Regions from separate parts of the Oryctolagus cuniculus genome. Here region 2 is linked to region 1. Evidence: chromatin contacts called from public Micro-C data. All regions are on one chromosome and are shown on one strand. The core of a region is the stretch at or near the end of the contact, and the rest is flanking DNA. Distances in the headings are between cores, read along the strand shown. Region 1 holds the start of DNMBP (dynamin binding protein). Region 2 overlaps DNMBP (dynamin binding protein).

The links. Hi-C and Micro-C count contacts between places; a contact is called where the count stands out from the background.
Region 2: a Micro-C map of ear pinna shows a contact between it and region 1, with 3 times the contacts expected there. The contact joins the enhancer-like site here to the promoter of DNMBP in region 1. A contact is called at or near these places in 2 of 6 Hi-C or Micro-C datasets (ear pinna and an unstated tissue).

Annotation. Positions count from the first base shown.
Region 1 is chr15:30,080,055-30,082,754 of mOryCun1.1, reverse strand. DNMBP (dynamin binding protein) reads right to left here and starts at 1,311. Exons shown (of 17, transcript XM_051824073.2): 1 at 1,151-1,311.
Region 2 is chr15:30,120,702-30,123,401 of mOryCun1.1, reverse strand. The region is part of intron 1 of DNMBP (dynamin binding protein); the gene reads right to left. Among named protein-coding and RNA genes, the nearest start is that of DNMBP, 41 kb to the right of the region's middle. Within about 2 kb of position 1,406, at least 4 of the 8 cell types and tissues checked have an H3K27ac peak or open chromatin away from gene starts, as enhancers often do. A contact at or near this core is called in ear pinna, where this site is marked.

The sequences.
Region 1 (2,700 bases), core at 62-2,561:
TCAGACACAGCCCTTAAAGATCCTTTCACTCCATATACTGGAGAAAATGCATGCAGAAGAATAAACTTGCTCATCACCTCGAATCAGTTCATGCCTTGAAAGCAATAAACACAACACCCACTCTGACGAATCACCCTTATTTGCTCCCCAGGACTTCAGTCTTGCAACACATCAGTAGGGACTAACCAACCCTGCTCACTCCCTGTAACTCAGCTACGTAAACAGGCAGAGTTAAACTATGCTGGAACCCTAAATATTAGTCTCGCTACTAGCCTGCCGCAATCCAAAACAGCACTAATTATGACAAGAAAGTGTGTGGACACAAGATGTCCACGTTACTGCGAAACAGACCTAAAGGGAGGATACCAGTATTGCAGAAGAATGTGAGCGCCGAAAACATCTACTTTCATTCCTGGGCTTTCAATGAGGCAGCCGGCAACGGCTAAGGAGAGGCTGCATTTCAGGCTGTTAGGGTTTTGCCTCTGCATTTAAAACTGACCTCTGTCGCCGAGCCTTCCTCCCGGCTCCTAATCTGCACCAGAGCCTGGCCAGCTTGGTGACTCCAACGCTGCTGTGTTCAACTGACAGTACCAGCATCCTCGGGACACCGACGCCTGGGGGGCATCAGGCCGCGGGCGCAGCAGAACACAGGTGTCCGAGGAACTACACAGCCCCGCCACGGCCACGGCTGCGTCTCCAGCCGGGTCGCTCCTGGGAAACCTTGCCTCCCCGTCTCCCAGACAGGATCCCGCACTCCCTTACCGACTGGATGCGTGGCTCCAGCATGTGTGAAACCGAGGGGCCGGGCTAGCGCTGAATTCTTTTCAAGCTTTCGAATTCCGCCCCATTGCCGGAGTGGCAGGGCGGTGCACTGCCCGGCGTCTGACACCATTTCAACGGCCCACGCCCGCAGCCCTCTCAGCGCCTCCCGAGCTCTCCGGGACCCCCGCCGAGCGCCCGGGCCGAGCCCGAGGACCGAACGACGAGGACCCGCAGCGCCCGCCGCCCTTCGAGGGCTCCGGCCGGCCCAGCGCAGCGCCGCCGCGAGGAAGGGCTGAGGCCCGGCCGCGCGGCGCGTCCCATCGGGGCGGGTGCCCTCGGCCCGACAGGGGACAGCGACCCCGGCGGCCCGCCCGGCCCAGCTCCTGACCTGCTCTCCGCTGCCCGGCGGTCCCTCGGCGCGGCGGGCAGTGGCGGCCGCCCGTCCCGGGCCCGCTGTCACCTCTGCCCCTGCAAGCGGCGGGCGGGTCGATCCCGTGTGACTCAGCGCGCCGCCCCGCCTCCCGCCCAGGCTTCCGCCTCGTTCGGCTCGGCCCGCACGGCCCCCGGGGCGCCGCGCCGCGCTGCCCGCGCGCCCACTCCCCGGCGCCCGGCCCGCGCTCGCGCCCCCTGGCGGCCGGACGGGTCCCGCCCGCCTAGCGACGTCAGAGGGGCGGTGCCCGGAGCGCCTCTCCCGGGGAAACTGAGGCACTAGGCTCCGCCCCCTGCTCCACGCGGGCTCCGCTTGTGCAGCTTGCGCCTCCGTGGTGCACCAGGCGCCTCTGACTGCGCGCAGCTCCGGCTAGGGGCGAGTTCGCTTCCCCCACTGGCTGTCCCCTCACCTGCCGCACCGCCCTCCGACCCAGAAAAAGAATTCCTAGCCGCGGAGTCCCACCGAGTCCCTGACGGCGGCGCCGTCCTCCGCGCCCCGTCGAGGCACGCAGCGCGCGCCGCTGGTCGCTCTGTCTGTCCCGTTGCTTTCTGAGGAAAGTCTCTCGAGAGTATGACGGAGTGCGAGCCCTGAGCAGAGCTGAGACCCGCTAAATCCTTCGTGAACCCCGCAGGCTGTCCTTTGCGCACTGAAGACCGCACGGTCACCTGCCGGGCCGCGTGGCTTCAGCCGCTGGGGCGTGGGTCTCCGGTCTCCGGGCTGGGCCCCGGGCGATGCCGAGGAAGGCGAGCCAGTCCCTGTGCAGTGCAGAACGCAGAGGAACCTTCGGTTCCAAAACCTCCTGGGGACACACACTTTCTCCTTTCCTTTGCCTTTTCTTGGATGTCAGATCATTACTCTTTGAAGAGTTTTTTCAGTGCGCAGCTCGGTGGCCTTAAGCGCATTCCCAGGGCTGTGCCGCCACCCCAGCACCCCCTCATCCCCAACAGTTTTCATCTTCCCAGGCTGAAGCTCCGCACACCTCAGTGCCTAACTCGCTCCCCAGGCAATGGCAACCCCCGTTCTGTCTTCTCTCTCTAGGAGTTGACTTCTCTGGATGCCTGCTAGAAGCGGGATATACAGTGCAGGCTCACTTCCTCCAGCCTGATGTGCCCGAGGTTCACCCGCGATGTAGCGGCACTAGAAATGGCTCAATGGCGTCATCTTCATAAACAGTAGCCCCAGCACGGCCTTGACATCGGGCCTCAGAAGCACCTAGGATAGCGAGTTCCAGAAACTCCAAAGGAGGTTAATGCTCAGCTTGCTGACAATTCCAGCCCTGGGATGGGTACTGTGTCCCCGCCCTCTGACATCTAAAGCTCTGCAACAGGTTTGCTTCTCCCCAGGAGCTGCCTTCAGCAAGACAAAAGTGCCGATCCCACCCCTCTGAGTTTCTAGTTGTTGTTTTTTTGTTTTTTGTTTTTTGATTTTTTGTTTTTTAAGGTTTACTTATTGATTTGAAAGTTAGAGAGAGAGACAGATCTTCCATCTGTTGGTTCACTACCCAGATG
Region 2 (2,700 bases), core at 157-2,656, 41 kb before region 1:
CGGCTGCTCCACTTCCATTCCAGCTCTCTGCTATGGCCTGGGATAGCAGAAGATGGCCCAAGTCCTGGGGCCCCTGCACCCATGTGGGAGACCCGGAAGAAGCTCTTGGCTCCTGGCTTCAGACTAGTGCAGCTTTGGCTGTTGTGGCCAATTGGGGAGTGAACCAGTGGATTGAAGACCTCTCTCTCTCTGTGTGTGTAACTCTTTCAGGTAAATAAATAATTTTTTTAAATAAAATAAAATAAATACACTGTGGGGCCAGTGTTGTGGTGCAGCAAGTTAAGCTGATGCCTGCAAGGCCAGCATCCCACCTAAGCACTGGTTCAAGTCCCAGCTACTCCACTTACAATCCAGCTCCCTGTTAATGTGCCTGGAGAGGCAGCAGAGGATGGCCCAAGTACTTCTGTTCTTGCTACTCATGTGGAAGACCTAGATGGAGTTCCTGGCTTCTAGCTTCATCCCATCCCATCCTCAGCCATTGTGACCATTTGGGGAGTGAACCAGCAGACAGAAGATCTCTGACTCTTCCTCTAACTCTTTCAAATAAATAAATAAATCTTTTTTAAAAAATTGGACACAGTATATACCTCCCTGCTTTCTTCAACAGAAGACCCTGAATTATGATTTACTCTGTGGCTGCCTGGCCCAAGTCCATTGTTAACATCTGTACTACTGTATGATGCTGTAACACATAACAGTACTGGGCAACTTCTAGGCCTTCTCTCTTGAGGTCAGTCTGTCCTCTGCTCCCAGCTCACCTTCTCATCAACATTCCCACCCTGTTGCTGGATTGCTGCTTACAACCTGCCTGCATTGGAGGAACACACATACTGCACCAAAATTATTAGGAGTTCCCAAAACACAAAAGTAAACAAGTTCTAAATAAGATGCTAACAAGCTCTTCCGTGATGGTAAGAGACATGCGTTAGTGCTACAGTTTTCCAAGTTACTTTTCACAGCCTCTGAGGCCTGCTCGTTTTCTGGCCGTCTTCCAGAAGGCTGAAATTGCCAGATGTCACATTTCTGCACAAGGGTGGCGCCTACATATGTTTTTAAAAAGCAAACAATACAAACCTCTTAGCCATCTATATGTTATTAAAACACCTCTTCAAGATTGGTCAAGGTTACCTTTTTATTGTTTGCCTTCTTATACTACATTTTCTCAAATTTCACTTCTCTATCAGACTAACCGTACATGTTGTTATATAGAACAATAATGAGCAGAGGCCCAGGTGACTAGAGGGCAACTCTCTTACATTACGGGGTAATCCCAGGGATCTGAAGAGTTACAGCTTCTGCCTGAGACCTTTCACTCTCCCAGAGAATGACTCAGAGCAGAGGAGAATCTGGCACAATGAGCGCTTTTCCTGACCGACCTCCTACTCGGCTGGACGGAGCGTGTAATCGCTGCCAAGTCCACACCCGCGGCGAGGCCAGACCAAGCCTCGCTGACCGACAAGGCTCGCGTGTGCAGACGCCGTGCCGAGCGCCACCTCGGTCCTCCCGGCCCTGCACACCCCATGAACAGCAACTTCCATGACTCACGCCGGGCCTGCGTCAGGGGCCCGAGCAGAGGTTTGGAAACTGAATCAGAGACAGCTTCAGTGAGCTGCTCCACCAACTCCCACTGGAAGTCAAAGGGATCGCGGAGACCATCAGAACAAGGGGAGCGTTTGAGGGGAAACAGAGATGACTGGCCGTGCGGCGTGACTTCCGGGACACCAGAAACGTCTCCGGTGCCAAGAGCCCTTCTCCCGTCAGGGGCCGGTGCTGCGCTCCCACCTGTAGAGTCACTTGGAATCTGAAGCGCAAAGATCATTTTTCAAACCCTTTTAGAACACAAAGTCTGTGAGGAAAGAGATTTTTTGCCTGTTTCATTCACTGGCCTATAGCAGTGCCAGCATATACGATTTGTGGTGAACAAATGAATTATTGAACTTCAGGAAAAAATCTCTAGTTCCATTCACCTAAAATTAAGCTAACCAGCCTTTTTTTTTTTTTTTTTTTTTTTTTTTTTTTTTTTTTTTTGTGACAGGCAGAGTGGACAGTGAGAGAGACAGAGAAAGGTCTTCTTTTTGCCATTGGTTCACACTCCAATGGCCGCCATGCTACGGCCAGCGCATCGCGCTGATCAGAAGCCAGAAGCCAGGTGCTTCTGCTGGTCTCCCATGCGGGTGCAGGGCCCAAGCACTTGGGTCATCCTCCACTGCCCTCCCGTGCCACAGCAGAGAGCTGGCCTGGAAGAGGGGCAACCAGGACAGAATCTGGCACCCCAACCGGGACTAGAACCCGGTGTGCCAGCGCCGCTAGGTGGAGGATTAGCCTAGTGAGCCGTGGCGCTGGCCACTAACCAGCTCTTCACACACAGTGTTACCGTCCAGCTTTGTCTGTATACACGACACTGATGGCGGTGTCTGACACACCTGCCCAGCCAAGCATTAAAACCTGGGACTTCATCCTCCACAGCCGACAGTCCACTAGTCACAGCGACCGCCATCTGAGTATACCGTGTGCCAGACACCGAGTGAAGAGCTGCAGCCAGCACTTCCTGCACAGTGCCTAGCAAGGTTCTAAAGCCAGGGTGCCTGGGTCAAACCCAGACCATTGCCAGGCAATTTACTCAACCTGTTTACCAAAGCTGCTTGACCCAATCAATGCCCATGTCATTTTTACTGCAAACCTTGCTTCCCTTAAATCTAA